Linked DNA regions of Sus scrofa: region 2 is linked to region 1. Evidence: chromatin contacts called from public HiChIP or PLAC-seq data. All regions are on one chromosome and are shown on one strand. Each heading gives the region's core, a stretch centred on a gene start, on an enhancer-like site or on the middle of the called end of the contact. The rest is flanking DNA. Distances are from core to core; before and after follow the strand shown. Region 1 holds the start of LOC106509541 (a long non-coding RNA gene). Region 2 overlaps LOC102158243 (a long non-coding RNA gene).

Region 1 (7,187 bases), core at 2,644-5,143:
CAGGTTTGTTTGTTTTTTCTTTTATGCAGGTCATGACCCATTCTAAAATATTGATGAGTTGACAGTTTAGTCCAATGGAAAATGTGTATTTTCCCAATCCCAAAAATACACGCTCCTCTCCTTTTGTATTTCCCTAAATATATATCGAGCTATTGAAGGTCCCTGAAGGAAGTGCTTTCATCAGTAGGGTCTCTCATTTGGGCATCTTTACTAAGAAATGTCCAAAAGGCATGTATTACCTAGATAGTACAACTCGTGATCGGGTTTCAGAAATAACAGTACAACGTGTGAAAGAGCTGTCAATGCCCAATGCAGTCTTTTCTGGGAGGCTTCTTTTTCGCATGAGAGCAATGGATATCCTGTGCTTAAAGAAGGCTGTCAGAACTGCTCTCTGAAAGAAAGAGAGAGAGGGGGAGACATGAAAGGATAGATGGAAAGGGAAAGGGGAAAAGGAAAAAAAAGGAAAACATCAGACAAAGTGACATGACCGGGTTAGGTAAGCTAATCACACTCTTCCTCTCTGAGACGCTAGAAGCTGTAGCGAAGAAGAATTTAAATAAAACAAGCTCTGTCTCCAGCACACCGTTAGTGACGGTCTGTGGCCACTATCATTTTTCTCCTTCTGGGAATTCAATTTGTCCCTATTATGCCAAGGTCACGGATTGAGGGATCTTAGTGGCCATCAGGGCTCTACCTTTGAAGCAAAGGGTCAGTGCATTAGTACAAAAGGGAATTAATCCAGTGTGCTGGCTCACCAAATGGTGGTTAATTCATTTAAAGGGAATGACCAGGGTTCCTATTCTAGGTTTCCATCTGGACAATCAGAAGCCTCCCTTCTCCCAAACACGAACTTCATTAATGAATATTCAACGGAAAGTATTACTTCATTGTCAGCTCTAATTGCTAGTTTTACCTTATTAGTAGAAGCATTTCTGTGGCTGAGCCTGACATACATTTGTTTGCACACTGTTATTAGTCAAGACTCAGTGAAGTCTTGTAATTAACACCTCCACATTATCTCATGCAGTGAAAGCAAAGACAAAACCAGATGACTCACTTTGTTTTAGCTTTGCTCTTGTTTTCTGATATAGAAGCACTTAAGGAGAAGTGTAAGCTCATCAGAATGCCATATGGAGCCAACAGAAACCATAAAAGGGTTTTCAGGAAGCAGTGCATGGAAGTTCATTAAGTGAACAGCACTACAATCAACATGCTGATTTAAAACTCTACCTGGCACTAATAAATCGCACAGGTACATTACCTGCTTCACACTTAGCAACCATTCCAGGTCACTGATGAAGGATCCACGGTTCCCAAGAAGCAGGCAAGATAACATATTCTCTGTAAACATAATGAAGTTAATGATTCACAGGACAATTAAATAGCTTTCCGAAACCTTATCAGTGTAGAGATAAAGTAGACCAAGACAATAACTGTATTTTAATCATGCCTACCATTCAGAACACTGTGTCTAAAAGCCAGCTCCCTGCAGCCGCTCACTGATATTTCCGTGGAAGAAGGCGGGGTGAGGGGGGTTGTCAACAGTTCATATTTCAGTTTTATATTTGGAAAGAGATCTTTTTCAAAATGCCTCTTTTTTTTTTAAATGTTTAGCAAAGGAGAGTTTAAAAACCAAGACAACATTCTTTTTCATTGAATTCATAAAAAGTGTCATTGTTTAATTTGCATTTTTAAATGCAAAAATAAAACACCAAGCCTTAGCAGAGAGAGCGATACCATCACCTGAGATTTTAGCTGTTGAATCTGCAAACGTGGTCATGGTTTAAATGAAAGAATTGCTTATTTACTGTTTGCGAATACTTTCCCAAGACAGTACAGACAAAGTGAAAAGCAACTACAGTAGGAAAGAGGAACCATATATATGCAATGACATGGCAACCTTTCTAACCTTTGAATTAGAATACAACCTTTTGATTTGTATTCCCAAAGCAATGAAGGATCTGGCTATTAAATTAAAATCACTGTTATACACAACTTGTCCTAGCTGAAAAGTCATATAGCAAATTGTGTTTTCAAATGAAGAGAGGCACCAAATTCTAATGGACCCCTGTCTGCACTAAATTTCCAATATTACGAAAGTATCCATCAGAAAAAAATAAGAATGACCCCCGTCCATGCCACCCAGAGCAATCCACAGATTCAGTGCAAGATGTCAATGGCCTCTTTCACAGAAATAGAGCAAACATTCCTGAAAGGTATAGGGAACCACAAAAAAGCCCATATAACCAAAATGATCTTGAGAAAGATGGCCGGAGGCATTACACTCACTGATTTCAAATTATATTACAAGGCTATAGTAATCAAAATAGTATGATTTTGGCACAAAAATAGATATCTAGATTAATGGAACAGAACAGAGAACCCCGGGGGGGGGGGGAGGGAGTCATGCCTATATGGTCAATTAATCTATAACAAAGGAGTCAAGAATATACAATGGATAAAGGACATTTTCTTCAATACATTGTGTTGGGAAAACTGGGCAGCCACATGCAAAAGAATGAAACTGTACCACTCTCTTAGACCATACACAAGAACTAACTCAAAATGGATTAAAGACTTGAACAAAAGACCTAAAACCATAAACTTCTAGAAGAAAACATGGGCGGTCAGCTCCTCGATATCAGTCTTGGGGATGATTTTTTGGCTCTGACTCCAAAATCAGAAATAAACAACCCGGCAGATACCAAAACCAAAAAACATCTGCACAGCAAAGAAAACCATCAATGAAATGAGAAGACAACCTATGGACTAGAAGAAAGTACTTGCAAATTGTATATTGGATAAGGGGCTAATAGCTAAAATATGTAAAGAGCTGATACAGTTCAACAGCAGCAAGAACAAAACCAACCAATTAAAATAGGGGCCAGGAAACTGAAGAGATATTTTTCCAAAGAAGACATAGTATATGAAAAGATGCTCAGCATCACTAATCATCAGGGAAGTACAAATCAAAACCACAATGAGATATCACCTCACGCTGTTAGAATGGCTGTGAAATAACAAGTGTTGGCAAGGATGTAGAGAAAAGGGAATCCTTGTGTACTGTGGGTGGGAATGAAAATTGGTGCAGCCACTGTGGAAAACAGTATGGAGGTGCCTCAAAAAACTAAAAATGGAATTACCATATAACCCAGCAATTCTGCTTCTGGGTATTTATCCAAAGATAAATGAAAACATTAACTGGAAAAGATAAATGCACACCCATGTTAACTGCAGCATTATTTCCAATATGTGTGACATGGAAACAGCCTAAGTATCCATTGATGGATGAATGGATAAAAAAATATGAGATACATAGATACAAACATACACATACATACATATATCATATATATGTGTATACATATACACACATATGTATGTAATTCAGCCATAAAAAAGAATAAAATAATATCATTTGTGAAGCTATGGAATGACCTTGAGAGCATTACACTAGGTGAAATAAGTCAGACAAATACTGTATAATCACACTTATATGTGGCATCTTTAAAAAAAAAAAAAAAAGCTCATTGGTACAAAGAACAGATTAGTGGTTGCCAGGGGCAGGGGTGGAGGTTAAGCAAACGAGTAAAAGGAGTTGCTAAAAGAATCAATCGTAAAAGTTTTCATCATACACAAAAAAATGGTAACCCTGTACAAGGATGGATATTAACTAGACTTACTGTGATCATTTCATAATATATATCGAATCATGATGTTGTACACCTGACACTAATATAATGTTCTGTCCATTATAGCTCATTAAAAAAAAAAAAAATCAAATGCCCCACATTGCCTGGCTCCTCTGGAACACTGCTGCTGGGCTGTAACTGACCATGCCGAGAGGCAACTGCCCAAGCCTTTGACATCGTCACTTGAACCATTCACGTCAGCTCTGTGTGTTACTGATTTAGCGTTTTGCGCCTGCACTGGGCTGATCTAAACGACTGAGTCAGTGACTGCATCCAGGCAATTTGAGAAAAGTAGTAAACACAGCAGCTTCATTGCTGAGATCCCAGGGGTGCCCTCCCAGACCCAGTAGGAAAACCTCTGCTGAGACTCGCAGGCGGCGATTTGGCTCCCCATCTGGATTTTACCTCTGCCGAAAAATGCCACCAGGAAAACCTTTCCCCTTCCCACTGCTCTGCAGGTTTTGGCAATGGATGGCTCCTTTGCCCTACGGGTGCAGTGTTGGCCTTCTTGAGCCAGAAGAGCACAGTCTGAAAATAGAAACAGGGGCTGTTTTGTGGCCATTGAATAGGAAGGCTAATAATAGCATTGCTTCATTGTTTGGCAAGGACTTCAGGCTACCCCAGCCAAGGAGCAGCACACTCTGCAGTAACCAAATCATAAAATTTCTCCAGGGAATGGTGCAGCTTTTCAGAACATGTTTTATATTCTGGGATTGCTCGGGAAGGAAATAGTTGAGAAGTTGTTTTGACATAAGTGTGGTTTGTTTCCAATTTGAAGGCAGAGGGAGGGGCTGGAGAGATGAGCCAGGAGGTCAGTCGCAGAAGGGATGCAAAAAAAAAAAAAAAAACGTGTCGTTAAGGAGTTCCTGACAGGTGGTGAGAGGGCTGTAGCTCTGGAGCCCAGGCCTGGCGGGGTGTCTGTCCCCGTTGGGTTCCCAGTGTGCTCTCAGCATCGCCTTTCACACTCCTGTAATGTTTATTTCTGTTGAACTTAAAGGATGACCTTTTCCAAACTGCAGTACATTGTTGACCCACATGCATTTCTGAGACCTAATTTCCCTGAATGCCTTCCTTGTTCCTGCCGAAGAGAACTCTGTTCGAGAAAATAGGAAGAGGCTGAGGATAAAGAGCGTTGGCATGGAAATCTTTGAGGCATTGAATCCTGCCTGCTATTAATAATTTAGAAGTGTTTTTAATGCCCTGATAGGGAAGGAAGGTTTTTTTTTGACACCAAAGGCATCTAAATATTAATTTCAGAGGAATTGGTTGTTACAAGCAGTTAACATCCATTTTGTTAGTTGACCTCCTGAGGAAGGTTAATGCACTAAAATCTGGTCATTAAGTATAGTAACAAATGTTTTTTCAGGGAGGTTATTACTATCATAAACTCTAATCCATGGTTCACAGGCAGCAGCCTCTAGTGCAGTGCTCTGACTAATGAAGAATTAACTATTTCTGAGCAGTTAATAAAGATTTTTTCCCCCCACCAATCAACATACTCTACATGATCCTTATAATTACTAAAAGCATTAAGCTCTGGGTATGAGTTGCCTGCATGTCAGACCGGAATTCTGTTCTGAGTAAATGACAAATGGCAAACCTAATCCCATTCCACTTAATTTTTTTTTTCCCCGAACATGTTCACTGAAATAAGAAATAATGGAATTCCTAAGTATGAGAAAAAGATGGTCCAGTACAAAGCATTTGCTAAATGAGAATTGATGAGGTCTTTAGTCATATTTTATTGTGATGGAAGATTTTATGCTGTGCTTTAGTTCTTGCTAGAATTGAGAAGTTAATTGGCTACAAACAGGGCCTCTTTGCCCATTGGTTTGTTTTATTTTGTTTTTCCTGGATTAAAGAGCGTGCATTCTACAGGAACGCAGGAGGCAGAGGCTTGTATGAGAAACACTCATACCTACCTCCTCACCATAAGAGGGAAAAGGTACAACCTAACCTTTCTAAAAAGCCTCAGGGCAGTGTTTTGCTTTTCAATGGAAAGGTCGTCCAGAATTAATTAAAGTCACTTTCCTGCTGAGGACAGAGCATTTGGCTTTACTTTGAAGGCTCAAAGAAAGTTGCTCACACCAATTTCTTAGAGACCCGAATTTAAAGCAGCACAGCCAGTCCAGGGGGCAGCCTTTAAGAAGAAGTAAGCTTTCGGAATCAAAAGTCTGAACAGCTAATACACTGAGGCTTTAGGTGCCCCTGAGTTGGCAGTGTAAAATTAAAAAAAAAAAAAAAAAAAGAATGGCTTACTTTTCCCTGGGCCAAGTAGGATCAGCCTCCACATTGACATAGGCCCTTTCCCCTCCTTATTTTAACTTCAACTAAATCCTGGCCTTGAGACGGGTGCCCCTCCCCCCCCCACCATTGAACAGAGAGGGAGGGGAAACCACACTTAGCCAGAATGAAAGGGACATTGTCTTTTGGAAAAGTACCTGTATTTTGGAAGGGTTTGCATCGCACACAAAAGCTTAAAAGGGGTCCAGTACACTGCTGGCAGCTCACCATCTCAAAATATTCTTGTGGAAGATTTGGTACATTGTACCCAGCTAAGGAACCAGTAGGGCTGGATTATCTGCACATCTTAGGACTTTACGCACCCTTCATGTGTTTGGTACTTGGCTTGAAAATAACTGCCATTAGTTTCCCACTTTCTGGTGATGGCTGATGATGGAACATTTCTGGGCCTCAGTTTCCCCTATCTGTAAAATTTTATTATAATATTTACTTTGGGGAATAGCTGGAAAGACGAGGGATAATTTATACCTGACATTCACATGGGCCTAAGACATACTAGTATGAATTTGCCTTACATTACAGCCATAGCTTTACCTATTTTTACATTTTATGAAAGTGACTAGAATCCTAAAATATCCCCAGGAAAACCTTGTGAGTTCAAAATTAGAATCAGGGGAATAACAACGCATTAGCTTAACTTCTGAAAACTGGGCTTTTACAGAGTCCAGCTCATCCATCAAGGCCCCATCACTGGACACAAAGCTTTCCCTGGCTACCTCAGCCAGAAATAAGCCTCCAGCCTCTGCGTTCTCATTTGCTTTGTACTATTTGAAGACCATTCTTCGCATTCATTCTTTGCTTAGAGTTGTTGGTAGACAGATCTTGGATCTGTAATTCCTAACGCTTAATCCAGTGCTTCAAACTCAAGGACGAGAAGGCATTCATGAATTTCTCCAACTCTTTCCTGTGGCATCTTTCCTGCCCAACCCATGGTGGCTGAGTGAATGATTGAATGACTCTGGAGGTCACCTGCCCTTTCTTCACTCTTTTAAAGTGTATCCTCCCTCCCACCTTTTTTTTTTTTTTTTTTAATTTCGATTCTAAACAGAGTCTCTTGAAGTTTGCATTATCCCCTCCCCACTCTTTTCCCCATGGTTAATCAGCTGACAGTAGAGAGACAGCCAGAAGGCAGGTGTTTGGATGGCTGGGTCATTCTCAGCTGGGTGTTTGCAGATCAGGGATTTCCTGCAT
Region 2 (7,187 bases), core at 1,698-4,197, 430 kb before region 1:
AATGTGCCTGTATTTGAAGATAGAGTCTTTAAAGAGGTAATTAAGTTAAAACGAGGTCATTAGGAGTCCTCAATCCAATATGTCTAGTGTCCTTTGAGAAAAGGAGATTAGAACATAGATAGTAAAGGAAGAGCCTGTGAGGACACAGGGAGGAGGTGGGTGTCGGCTAGACAAGGAGAGAGGCCTCAGAAGAAACCAACCCTTCCAGGACTTTGATCTCCAACTTGTAGCAGCCAGAATTGTGAGAAAATTAATTTCTCTTGTTTAGAACACCAGATGCAATCAGTGGTTCTTTGTTTGGCAGTCCTGGGAAACTAATACAATTGCACTTTAAAAATTGAAATTTTCTAATAAAAGTTCTTATTTGGAGGTTCTCTTGGAAGTCAAGAGGTCTGACAAGGGTAGACGCCTCTCGGCTGCATAGAAAGAATAGATGGCAGTTGAATGATAAACATTGTTCTCTTTAGAGAGAGAATGGATGATCTGGTCGACTGCAAGGCCAGTATCTCCCATTTTCTCACATCCAGTCCACCAACCCACCAGCCCCGTTAGTATTTGTGGCCCCTGATCTAAAGTTCTAGTTCATTGTTGGTGGTTATTTACATGGGTTCTATTTTTCCAAATTTAGCTAGACAATCCCTGGTGTAAAAAAAAGGCTTCCTCCTACCCTGACAACCATGGAAACCTTCACAGGAATGATAGCATGTCATTGGTTGGTTTGGGGTTGTTCACAAGTAGTTACCACTGTAATTCTGCTTTTTTCTCTCCTACCCAGTGTCAGCAGTAAAATACACATTTTGCAATATGCCGTGTGTGTGTGTGTGTGTGTGTGTGTGTGTGTGTGTGTGTGTGTGTGTTGTGACTCCATATTTGAGAAGTACGTTCAAGAGGACAGAAAACCTTTCCGTTTTAAAACAAATTGGGATATCATGAAGCCATAGCCTTCATTTTCCTCATCGACTTCTCCACATGCAGTGCCCTGCCACCTTATTCTGAAAAGCACCATCATTTCTGAGATACCAGTGGAAAGCCTTGTGTGATGTGGCCAGCTGGCAAGGCTCTGCTGCAGCCCCACGCTGAGCACTCTGTAATGAGACAACTCCAGCTTGGAGATGTTTCTTTTCATGGGTTGCCATTACAACTAGAAGTAGGTTCGTGTCTGCTGCTGGCTGGTCAAAGAAATAGTGTCAGTTTTTTTAATAACAAGCTGTAAGCCCTTGCAAGTCAAAGGAAGGGAGGGAGAAAGCGAAGCAGACCCAAAGTTATTTCAGTAGGCCAGCTCCAAAGTCCTCTAAGGTTAACACTGCCTAATTAATGACAGCACCAAATGGAGCCAAAAGCGTGAAGTCTGCAAATGGCTAATAATGAGGGCTAGATAGATAGACCCCACTTTGCATGTATGTTCATAGGACTGGCTGCAAAATGTAATTGAGGTAAACGGGGTTTTTTACGTATTTCTTATTCTTTATGCTGAGAGAGAGTGTTTGCTATTCTCTTTTCTTACCTCAAAGAACCTCCATGAATTGTAGCAAATTTTACACCTGGTTGTGTCACTGCTAGACTCTCTGACACAGAAACCCTTGAAGGGCATTTACAGAGAGAGGGGGAGACACAGTCCTTCGCCTACGTTCAGTGCACATTTATCTCTTCGCAGTTATAGCTGATGGACCATTTTAACTGTCGTGTTGGGAAGGAGGTGGGGGATTGTTGTTTCCGATTCCCCAGGCTTATGCAAACCTTTCCATTCTGTTATTTAAAGGCTCAAATTCAAATCATTTTTTAAGTTCCATGACCCTTTAATGAAAACAACCAGTAAGATACAATCTGAAAAAAAGCAAGACAGATTTTAGGAACAAGGCATTTTTTTTTCTTTCCTTGGGCTTTGTTTTCCCAGTCTTGAATTAATCACAGCTGTCTTTCACCAGCAAAGGTTATTTTTATCTAGCATGCTTTAAATTAAAAAACAACAACAACAAAGGGAGCAATCTGATGTTCTTCAAGCTCCCCTAACCTTCCGCAGAAAAAAAGAGGGGAGCCATAGCTCTGAGCAGCTACGAATCCAGCTTGTAATTATATCTTCCTTGTGTTTACATGAACTTTAGTTTGCATTTCAGAAGCCTTATGGAGGGATTCCTGTGGCTGACCCAGGAGTAGTGGGGAATTTCTCCATCAAGTGAGTATTGATGAGCTGCAAAGTTCAGTGAACAGGAAAATTCTGCTCCTTTTATTGCCAATGTGACAGGTTACTTTATTACCATGCCTTTCACAGCAATTTAACAGTTACCCTGGTAACGGATTCAGTGAGGTAATGGGATCACAGGCATTAGAGCAGAGGCAGGCTGGCCGCTCCGAGCAGCCATCTGCTGGCTGCTGTTCCGAAGGCTGTCTTCCTGGAGGAGCCCTGACAATCACGGGGCCTGCATGGCAATGAGGCAGGTGAAACCGCAGGCCTGCCCTATTTAGCTGTACTCTGGTGATTTGTCTTTCTAATTCTATTGAAATAATAATCAGGATTTGTTTCTGATTAATTAACTAACCTTTTGGTAAAAAGATTAGATAACGAAATTGCTGCCTATTCAGAGATAATGAGATTTTTATTACTCTGTCAAAAGAAAAAAGTACATTTATGTGTCACCAGCCGCCGTGTCAAGAGAGGGGAAAAAAAAAAAAAAAAAAAAAGATCTAAGTCTTTGTCAGATGCTTGTATTCCTCAACAGATGAAGAGGGTGCTTGGTTTTGCAGGAACTCCTTATTCAAAGCCTTTAGGAAAAGCTTTTAAAACAGCAAACAAAGTAATAAACACGTTTAGGCCAATAGGCTTTGGGGGAGGGTGCTAATTTGTTTTAAAATGTCTCCTAATGGAAGAGAAGCGCTTGGGAGTCTCGGGAAGTTGCTTGTACTGTGTGGGTGTATTTATGTAAGTGTGAGAGTGTGAAGAAAGCAGTAAAATCTCCTCGCGAGGCTTTAAAATGACATCTGTAGACAGGCTGCTTTCCCCCTGCACTACAAATACGTCTCTGGCTTGCAGTGCATTTGTCTTCTGGCAGGAGTTGTACTGGGCAATGGGAAGGGGAAATCAGCCGAGCTTAGCAGGCTGGGAGGTCACCTGTGACTGTCACAGGTAGGCTGTGTCAGGACATGAATTATTCTAACTGGCTGAGTGAAAAGGGAAGCAGCCTTTCTCCCTGCTTCATGCAAGACACACAGCCAGTCGATTTAACCTTTTCTCTTAACTCACAGCTCAACCCTTTGTTGGGGGGTGGGGGGGCTTTCATTTTCTCATTCCTCAGTGTCTTCAATATGGTGATATGAGAAAAGAAAAAAAAAAAGAAAGAAAAAAAGCAACAAACCCGGAAAAAGGGCTTCCCTTGGATAAAGAGATGCTAAATGAGCCAAAGGGGCTGTGTGCAGCAGTCAGCATCACAGGGAACAAAGCACAGTGTATTTCCAAATAGAACTTCACAGGGCTACAGTATTGTTTTAATTACTAAAACCCGAGGAGGAAACAGAGTGCGTGTCTCTTCCTGCGATGCAGTAAAACTGAGGAGCGGGAAGGAGGGCCAAGCGGTTGGGCTGGGACCCAGCTGAGCATTTTGTTAAAGTGTATTTGTGTCACTGCCTTTTCACATTCAATGAGACACTTATGTTTCCTGTGACATCCTGTGGCCTTGGCTGCCTCAGTTTGTGTGTATATGAACATGAAAAGATTTCAAGTTCTAAAAATGGAAGTTTCTGTTCTGAATTTTATGTGGTTCGCAAACAAGTTGAAACAGACCAAAAAAAAAAAAAGGAAGGGGATCAAATGTGCACATTCCAGATCCCTCTCCTTTATTTTCAGCCCCTCCCGCTCTCCAATTGTCAGCTAACGGGCTCCATTTCTGATAAAAGATGCTTGACAAAGAAAGAGAAATAAGACATTGGAAAGGAGAAGCCTGCTGCCAGGGTGGGGATTTCTGATAGTTCATTGCCAATAGCTTTTTACAGGAACTTGATCCTGCTGGCGCTGTACCAACTGAAGGGAAAGAATGCGGCGGGGGCGGGGAGCCTTTGTCTTCCGACTCCCACTCCCTGTGAAATATAGGGTTAATATTAGCAATTATTATTAAAATTAGCCAAATGTTATTAAATGATCTTTGTATAGAAGAATAAGTATAGTTTTCCCTTTGGCAGACAATGACATCTGCAGCTCTACATTTTCGTGAAATGACTATACTTAAAAACATTACTTCATTTTCATGGTATTTCTTTTGTGCCTAGGAGCAACCCTGTAATTGTTCACTTCAATTACAACATTACTATTTTAAACTGAAACCCATTTTATCTGCATGCCAGCTTTTTATTTGTTTTACCAACTATATCTATTTCCATTACTGCAAGGCTGATGGTTTGTCTCAAGAGGAAATCAAATCCATTAATTCAGAAATTTCAAGCCCGACTAGCTCTGCCATAAGCAGCATTTCTTATGCTAATAGCAAATGTGCTGAGACTGAAAGGAACTGACATGGCCCTGTTTTTTATCATAACTTAAGCATTTATGTAAGAAGGCAAATCTAATAGTACTAGGAAACTGTAAGTGTTATTATATATAATTCACTTTCCTGAGATCTGGACAGGGCTCTGGTTTGTGTAGCCATGGTTTAAATCAGGCTGCCACGAGACTTTAACTCACCTGACTTTTCCTATTTAGTCGACATATGGTTTCACAACAGATACATCTAGCATGAAACTAGATTGTGGAGTCTTTTTTTTTTTTTTTTTATTCTCGACTTTTTGTCTTTCCTCCTTTAAAGAGGAAAAAGGAGGAAAGAAAAGAGAGACTTTTATCAATGCATGAAAAACCATAGTAATTTTGCATTCAGGTGACATATGAAACTTATCCTTGTAACAGCACTAGCCTGAGACAAACCCGGCCCCATTCTGCTTCATTTTTAATGCACACTGTTTGGGTTTTATCACATGGTTTGTGTTCAGTTAGATAGCTTGCCTCGATAAAATCTGACTCTGACCCAGAAAAAAAAAAAGGTGGGGGGGGGGAGAGAGAAAGACAGAGAGAGATGGCTCCTGATGCCTGCATAAGCTTTTGCAGGCTCTGTGACCTGTTTATGTCAATGGTAAAGTGTAAGAGATTACTATCACAGAACCCCATCATCTTCTGGGATCTAAAAAATACAGAAAGCTCTCAAGGACCCCGATCCGCCTTTGTCACCACAAAGCCCTTCGGTGCTGTAAATCTGTCCTCATTGGAAGCTCTTATACACCAGCCGTCACCGATAAGCTTGGGAGAAGCAGACAAGCTTTTAGGAACTACTGAACCATGAAGTTGACCTGCTTAGGGTTTTGTTGTAGGCTATTAAATCCAGGATGGCCGTTTTAAGATGATTCTACTTTCTTCTTCCCTTGGCCTGGTTAAGCAACTCTACCCCCAGCTCATTATTTGGCTGATTAAAAAAATAAGAAAAAGAATAGAACAACCTGCTGTTTGAGAAGACGACCTTCACACATCCATTTAATGAGAGTGACTTACGCTGACGTCGTTTATGGGCTCAAGCAACTTGACACTAATTTCGCAGCTAAGAAAAGATTTACTAACTGTACATACTGCTCTGTTTTTGTTGGCATGGGTACCATGATTCTTTTCTCCAAAAACAGGCCCAAAATCTTTTGTAAACATGCATTATTTGGTTAACACATTGTAAATGGATCCCAGTTGTGTGGCACAAGCGCTCTTCACTATTATGTAAACAATTATTCACTGAAAGGCTTGCTTTAAATTGTAAATGAATATATTTCGGCTGTAATGTTACTTTCAGGCCTGCCCAGTGGTATAAATCTGGTCATTTGTTTTTTGCACTCTGCCTATTACTAACCAGTTAGAAATGTGCTGATTATTTGCACAAGCCTTTCACACTGCGAGCACAGTTAAATTGCTGTTTTATTTTTCCTGTGTTTGATGAGTGTTAACAAGAGCGCCATTTGAGGAAACCCAAACCAAATACAGCTCTTTAATTGGGGCTGGGGGTGTTTGGGAAAAGCCACCCGGTGAGTAATTCTACTGTTTAAGGCTTGAAAGTTCACCTACCCCACCATAGACTCAAGGCAAGACTAATTAAAGGGGGCTGACAAAAATTCAGTGCCTTTCTCAGGCAACCCAAAGAGCTTGAAATATGGTACATCCAGTTATAGGGAAGTAGATTTACTTGGTGATCTCATTCCCAGCTCTCTCTTTTCAATGCCTGCATTGCCAAGCAGCTCCATGTTTGGGTTAGGTGATTTGGCATTCTGTATCCCTCAGAGGAAGCACAATTTAGAGATTAAACAATATGGTGCTTTCATTGGGCAATGACTTGCCTTTGAAGAGTCTGCTCAGGAGCTGATGAAAGTTCCAGCTGACTCAAAGAGCTTTGTCTTCTCTCTTGTTTTTTTTTCCCCCCTAAACAGTCAATGATTCATTTTAAAAGTTTCCCCATCCCTTGTAGTTTAATGGCATTTCAGTAATGTGCTGATCTGCAAGGCTCTGGAGACAAAAATATGATGACCTCAGATGATCTCCTTGGTGTGAAGCAGAACAAGCATTGTAAGTTTATCTAGCTCCTTTGATAGAGCTGCAAAACTATACTGGCACTGCCTTAGATAGTGCTGACCTGAGATCAAGCCTAGGATAATGGAAAGTGCCCCAGGTTCTAGCCCCGGATTTGTCCCTAACTAGTTCAGTGACTTCGGATGCTCATTTTCATCTCTGTGAGCCTTACCTGTGACATGATAAGATGAGGCAGCATGAACATTATTGTTGTTCCAAAACTAAAATTCTAGGATGCCTGGGGTGCATAATTCTGACTGCCTTTTTGCATCCATAATTAAAGATAAGGGAGACTCAATGGTCAAATTATATGGGCTTTATTAGATAAAGATGAGGCTCTTTGTTTCCATATTGAATATTAAAAAAGGAAATCTGTAGTTTCCTTGTTACTGCAAATGTTGTAGAGTTAATATGAAATAGGTACACTTTCCTCAATACACATCCTTTGAAGCCACACATGCTTGTGCTATCCTTAAGTAAACCACATGAGTCATACATTTTAGATCTAAAATAGTTGATACTTGTATTCTTTCCAGTTTATTTCATATACTCTCTCCTTCAGTGATCAGGATTCGAGCTACCGTTTTCTTCCCGATGTGCTATTTATTTA

What was found. HiChIP or PLAC-seq counts read pairs in DNA pulled down with a chosen protein or histone mark.
Region 2: an H3K27ac HiChIP or PLAC-seq map of skeletal muscle shows a contact between it and region 1. The contact joins two enhancer-like sites. A contact is called at or near these places in 1 of 47 Hi-C or Micro-C datasets (skeletal muscle) and 1 of 2 datasets of contacts at active chromatin or transcription factors (skeletal muscle).

Annotation. Positions count from the first base shown.
Region 1 is chr2:128,305,822-128,313,008 of Sscrofa11.1, reverse strand. LOC106509541 (a long non-coding RNA gene) reads right to left here and starts at 6,994. Exons shown (of 3, transcript XR_001307170.2): 1 at 4,098-6,994; 2 at 1,262-1,341; 3 at 1-391. Within about 2 kb of position 3,893, at least 11 of the 83 cell types and tissues checked have an H3K27ac peak or open chromatin away from gene starts, as enhancers often do. A contact at or near this core is called in skeletal muscle, where this site is marked.
Region 2 is chr2:128,735,196-128,742,382 of Sscrofa11.1, reverse strand. The region is part of intron 9 of LOC102158243 (a long non-coding RNA gene); the gene reads left to right. Among named protein-coding and RNA genes, the nearest start is that of ZNF608, 580 kb to the right of the region's middle. Within about 2 kb of position 2,947, at least 21 of the 83 cell types and tissues checked have an H3K27ac peak or open chromatin away from gene starts, as enhancers often do. A contact at or near this core is called in skeletal muscle, where this site is marked.